2 separate regions of the Mus musculus genome follow, and region 2 is linked to region 1. The links are chromatin contacts, called in public promoter capture Hi-C maps. All regions are on one chromosome and are shown on one strand. Each heading gives the region's core, a stretch centred on a gene start, on an enhancer-like site or on the middle of the called end of the contact. The rest is flanking DNA. Distances are from core to core; before and after follow the strand shown. Region 1 holds the start of Slc8a2 (solute carrier family 8 (sodium/calcium exchanger), member 2). Region 2 holds the start of Bicra (BRD4 interacting chromatin remodeling complex associated protein).

Region 1 (2,695 bases), core at 128-2,627:
GACTTCCCAGGCTCCAACTTCCAAAAGCCAGGCCGAAGCGTGGGAAGCTTCAGGGAGTTGGAATTTCCCTCTCCTGGCAGCAGGCCCAAGAGTGTCCCTCCAGAGCTGGCAGCGGGCACGCTGCTGGCAAAGCCAGCCTTCTCTTCCTGTTGTACCATTTTGTGCTCAGCACCTGTCACCTGTCCTCTAGAAAGAGGGAGCCTGGAGTGGCGTTTGTCCTGAGGGTAGTGATGGGAAGGCGAGTGATGCACACATCCTGAGGTGTGTGCATGTGTGCACTTGCAGGCATGAGTGCTTGCACCTGTGCACCTAGTTGTAGTCAACCACCTGAAGGCTTCAGAATCCTAGGACGTTTGGCTTAGGACTTGGCAGTTGGGGGGAAGTTAAGAAGGGGTCTTATGTAGCTAAAGCTGGCCTCTAGCCAAGGGTAACCTTCAACTCCTGATTCACCTCCACTTCTTGATTGCTGGGATTGCAGGCATGCACCACCATGCATAGTGTATACTGTACTGAGGGCAGAGCCCAGGCTTAGTGCATGTTTGGCAAACATGCTACCAACTGGTCCACATCATCAGCCCCCTCCCCCAAAACTGTTTTGATCTAGGTCTTGCTATGGGGATGGCTTGGAACTCAGCCATCCTCCTGTCTCAGCCCCCTGAGTATGGGGATCAAACAGATGTGTGCCGCCACACTGGGTGATCTTGATCCTTCCTTGCCTTGCGAGCCAAGAGGCAGTACAGCATGCGGTAAAGATACAGAACCTGAAGCCACAGTTGCTGCCTCAGTTTCCCCCTCGTAATGTCAAAATGGAGCTAACAACATCTACCTCTGGGGATTGGGAGTGAGACCGTGTTTTGGCGTGGCAGGGGCAGAGGGAATGGTTCTTGTCGTACCTGGGCACTCTGGTAGCAGTTCCCTGTCTTCTGTAAGGTGCTCTGAGCAGGCTGAGCCTGTGAACTTGGAAAGATCTGCCTCCCGACATTCCTTCCCCCACTTCCCCCAGGTCTGCCAGCCTGTGGCTATTTGTAGCAATGACTACATCTCTGGGCCCTTGTATGGAGGGGTTGCTATGCGTGTGTGATCAAAGAGAGGGACTGGGATACCACAGCACAGACTGGTGTACGAACTTGCGCCCTCCATCGCTGTCCTCGGATTCTAGTGCTGAACCCCAAGATTGGGCAACCTGCAGCCCCAGCCCTGCCAAGCCCCTCTACCACCCACTAGCTTCCTTGGCTACGCCCCTTTCCGGGCTCCTCCCTCCTGCCCCTTTGCAGGGCATAGTCTCTGTTCTGTAGCCCCGCCCCTGGTCACGCCTCCTCATATTGGCTCCTCCCTCGGCGGTTCTCTAGTCTGAGCTCCCAGGCCTCACTCCCTCCCATAAACCCTACCCTCTCCTGGCTCCTCTTTTCCTCCAGCGACTATATCCCTCCTCCTGGTGGTCCTTTCCCCAGCTCCCCTGTGCCCACTCTCTCTCCTCCTTCAACTCCTCCCTCTTCCAGGCTGTCCCTGTCCTCCAACCCACAACTACCCTGTTCCCACACACCACCCTGCCTAAATTTCCTCTCTCCCACCTCCTGGTGGTCCTTTCCCCAGCTCACTTGTCCCACCCCCTCCCGTCAGCGGCAACTCCCTCCTTCAGCCTAGACTCTCTTAACGGCTGATTCCCCCGCCCCAGTTCCTCTGTCCCCGCCCCCTTCCCCCGGCCTCCTCCCAAGCTGTATTCCCCTACCTCTCCAGTCTAGCCCCCTCTCCGGGGCTGCTCTCTCAACTCCCCCCTTTTCTCTGTCCCCGCCCCCTCCCCTGGGCTCCGCCCTCCTCCCGGCCCCTTCCCGGTTCCCCTCCTCGCATCCCCTCTCCTCCCTCCTCCCTGCTCTCCCTCAGTCCCCGGCTCCTCTCCCTCTTTCTCCCTTTTCTCCTCGGGCGGAGGCGCCCACCGCGGGGGCCCAGCGGGGACCGGCCCGGCCGCAAGGCAGGTAAGAGCCCGGCGTGGCCGTCCGGAGCCTCTGGGGTTGCGGGAATCCAGGCTGCGCCGCATCGTCAAGTGCGGGGGCTTTCTGAGCCCTGGCTCTGAGTCCTGGCTGCTCCGCTTTCAGCGTGCGCCATGTGTATGGTGTATGTCTGTCTGTCCGTCTCTGGGCACCTGGGTCTGTCTCTCCCCTCCCTCTTCTCCCTCTGCCTGCAGCCAACTCACACCCACACACCTCTGTCTCCGCCCCTGATGCACGGGGAACCTGGAGGAGGCAGATTCCCCGCAGTGTGGACTCCCCCGAGGGCCTGAAGTGCCCCCAACTCCTCCTCACCCCATTTTAGCCCAGGTCTCTCCATCCTCTCAACCTTGACTTTCTGAGACTGGTCCTGCCTACAGCCTAACCAGTGTAATAACATTTGACCAGTCCTTCCAAAGTCTAACTCCCATATCTCTCACTGTCCATTCATTCTTTGGACAACTCTGAGGCACTGTGCTACTCCTGGGCACTGTTCTAAGATCAGGCTAGACAGGTCCTTCTCACAGTCTCACTTCCTCCAGCCTCACACCTTCACAGCGAGGTTGGGTGGGAAAGCAGAAACCTTCTGGGGACTCTACAAAGGGGCTCAGCCTGACGTTTTCCTTCCCTCGGGAAGGGCTCCAGAGAAGGTAGGCGAGGTGCTAACCAACACCTGGGCCAGAGCTGGGGTGAGCTTTCTGCCTACAAGA
Region 2 (2,695 bases), core at 67-2,566, 130 kb before region 1:
TTTAAACTCCTATGCACTTTAGAAATGCCCAGGCAAACAGATCCATTCATCTTTCCCTTCTTCCAGTGCATCAATCCACTGGCCTCATGTTGGTCTTTCCATTGCAATATCATGAACTGGATACAATGAGGACCACAGTTCCTGAGTTGTGGAAACTTATAGCTCAGGACAGAGAGAACTAACTCCTTTACCAACTGAACTATCTTCCTGGCCTTTCCTTTCTTTCTCATTATTGTGGATGCTGCAGGCCTCGTAGGTGCTCTGTAACTGTGCCACACCCCTAGCATCTCATAGCAAGATTCTAGGCAGGGGCTCCACCAGAGCCACGCCCCCAGCCCCTCACTGGAGGATTCTAGGCAGGGCTCTACCACTAAGCCACGCCCCCAGCCCCTCACTGGAGGATTCTAGGCAGGGCTCTACCACTGAGCCACGCCCCCAGCCCCTCACTGGAGGATTCTAGGCAGGGCTCTACCACTAAGCCACGCCCCCAGCCCCTCACTGGAGGATTCTAGGCAGGGCTCTACCACTAAGCCACGCCCCCAGCCCCTCACTGGAGGATTCTAGGCAGGGCTCTACCACTGAGCCACGCCCCCAGCCCCTCACTGGAGGATTCTAGGCAGGGCTCTACCACTGAGCCACGCCCCCAGCCCCTCACTGGAGGATTCTAGGCAGGGCTCTACCACTAAGCCACGCCCCCAGCCCCTCACTGGAGGATTCTAGGCAGGGCTCTACCACTAAGCCACGCCCCCAGCCCCTCACTGGAGGATTCTAGGCAGGGCTCTACCACTAAGCCACGCCCCCAGCCCCTCACTGGAGGATTCTAGGCAGGGCTCTACCACTAAGCCACGCCCCCAGCCCCTCACTGGAGGATTCTAGGCAGGGCTCTACCACTAAGCCACGCCCCCAGCCCCTCACTGGAGGATTCTAGGCAGGGCTCTACCACTAAGCCACGCCCCCAGCCCCTCACTGGAGGATTCTAGGCAGGGGCTCTACCACTGAGCTACACTCACATTGTCTCATTATAGAATATGAAAGAAAAGGTGAAGCTTGAGGGACACCCTTCCTACAGCTCTGTACATGGGGATGTAGGCTGGAGAGGAGGGACTGAAGGAGGCCGCTAAACCAGGTTCTGCAAGTCAGATGCCAGTGGGCCCCACAAGTACCCAGAGGAACAACTGCACCTCCAAGAGTGAACTGAGGGTCTTCCCTGGTTACCTGTGCTATGAACGAATCATGAAGGGAAGGGTGCGGTGGCCACTCCAGGTCTACACAGGGCCCCAGGCTGGGGACTTTGATAATGTCCTTTGTGGGGCCAGCTGTGGAAAGAAAGGAGAGAAGCTGTGAGTGAGGAAGGTTATCAGCTGGCAAAAGACATGCATGGAGGGACAGGGACGGGAGAGATGGAGGAAGGGAAGAGCCTGGAAGAGAGTGAGGACAGGAAAGAGCGGGAGGTCTGGAAAGACAAGGGAACACGTTTTTTTTATAATCTTGACACTGGGGAGGCTGAGGCAAGAGGATGGACAGTTGTAGGTAAACCTGGGCTACATAAGATTATGTTTTAAAACAACTTAAAAAGAAGTAAACAACCACTGCTGCTAAACTGGATTACAGCTAAGGACTATTGTTAACTAGTTTACTTACCACAAAGCACATCATGTAACTCAGGCTGGCCTGTGAACTTGAGTTCCTCTCACCTCAGCCCCCAATGCCAGGACTGTACTGTGTCCCACCAGAACAGGCCCCCGTTATTAAGTTTTTAAAGGGGTAACAAAAAGAGAGAGGAGGAAGAAAGATAGAAAACCACAAGTTTAAAGGCACACAAAGCAATCTTACATACTATTGGAAGAACAAGGTCTATGGTGTGCATACACATATGTAACACCACGGCACACACTGTACCAAATCACTTACTGATACTTCAGCTTAATATAAAATACCCAGTTCTGGTTCTGTATCATTATTCTTGGTTCTAGGGTATGAGCCCAGATAATTATGTTTGAATTAAGTGATTATTTTATCACTGAGCCACGCCCCCAGTCCCTCACATGGGGGAATTTCAGGCAGCTGCTTTTCCACTGCTGTAACACCACCAGCCTTCTAGAGGCTATCCTTTTTCTGGAAGTGGGGAGGAGGGCTAGGGGATAATGGACGGACATGCCCTCACTTTGTAGCCCTGGCTGACCTGGAATTCATAAAGGCCTGCCTCTGCTTCCAAAGGATGGAGATTAATGGTGTGTGCTACAACTTCTGGCCCTATGGCCAGTTATTATTTGAAACAGGTGTGTTGTATTAAGCAGCCACAATAGTCCCTGAAACATGCCATCTGTGTCCTGGGGGATAAAGGGTCAGGTTCCCGTAGGCCTGTGGGCACAACTGCTCCATCAACCACTCAATGCAGGGCCTTGGTTTCTGGCAAAGGTACCTTATCTCAGATATACTAGTGCCCCCTCACTGAGGTCACTAATGGCGCTCACCTCATACATCGACTCTCTCTGCCAGACACTCTATAGCCTCTATGGCTGACAAGTGTCCAGGGGACATTTCATATAAGGAACTCATCAGAAAATAAAATGTCTGGCCACACAGACAGGCCCACACCTGTGATCCCATCTCCTAGAATGCAGAGGCAGGAGGATGGTGAGTTTGAGGCCAGCCTGGACCTACATAGCAAGACTCTGTCTCAAGAAACAAAAAT

What was found. Promoter capture Hi-C pulls out the DNA fragments that hold promoters and counts their contacts.
Region 2: a promoter capture Hi-C map of macrophages shows a contact between it and region 1, with 8 read pairs. The contact joins the promoter of Bicra here to the promoter of Slc8a2 in region 1. A contact is called at or near these places in 8 of 39 promoter capture datasets (the C10 cell line, the HPC-7 cell line, cranial neural crest and 4 more), 1 of 484 Hi-C or Micro-C datasets (nephron progenitors), 5 of 115 datasets of contacts at active chromatin or transcription factors (CD8 T cells, bone marrow-derived macrophages, double positive thymocytes and 2 more) and 4 of 9 other capture datasets (adipose tissue, liver, macrophages and 1 more).

The regions. Positions count from the first base shown.
Region 1 is chr7:16,128,449-16,131,143 of GRCm38.p6, forward strand. It overlaps Slc8a2 (solute carrier family 8 (sodium/calcium exchanger), member 2), which reads left to right and starts at 1,378. Exons shown (of 10, transcript NM_148946.3): 1 at 1,378-1,973.
Region 2 is chr7:15,998,179-16,000,873 of GRCm38.p6, forward strand. It overlaps Bicra (BRD4 interacting chromatin remodeling complex associated protein), which reads right to left and starts at 1,317. Exons shown (of 14, transcript NM_001081418.1): 1 at 1,216-1,317.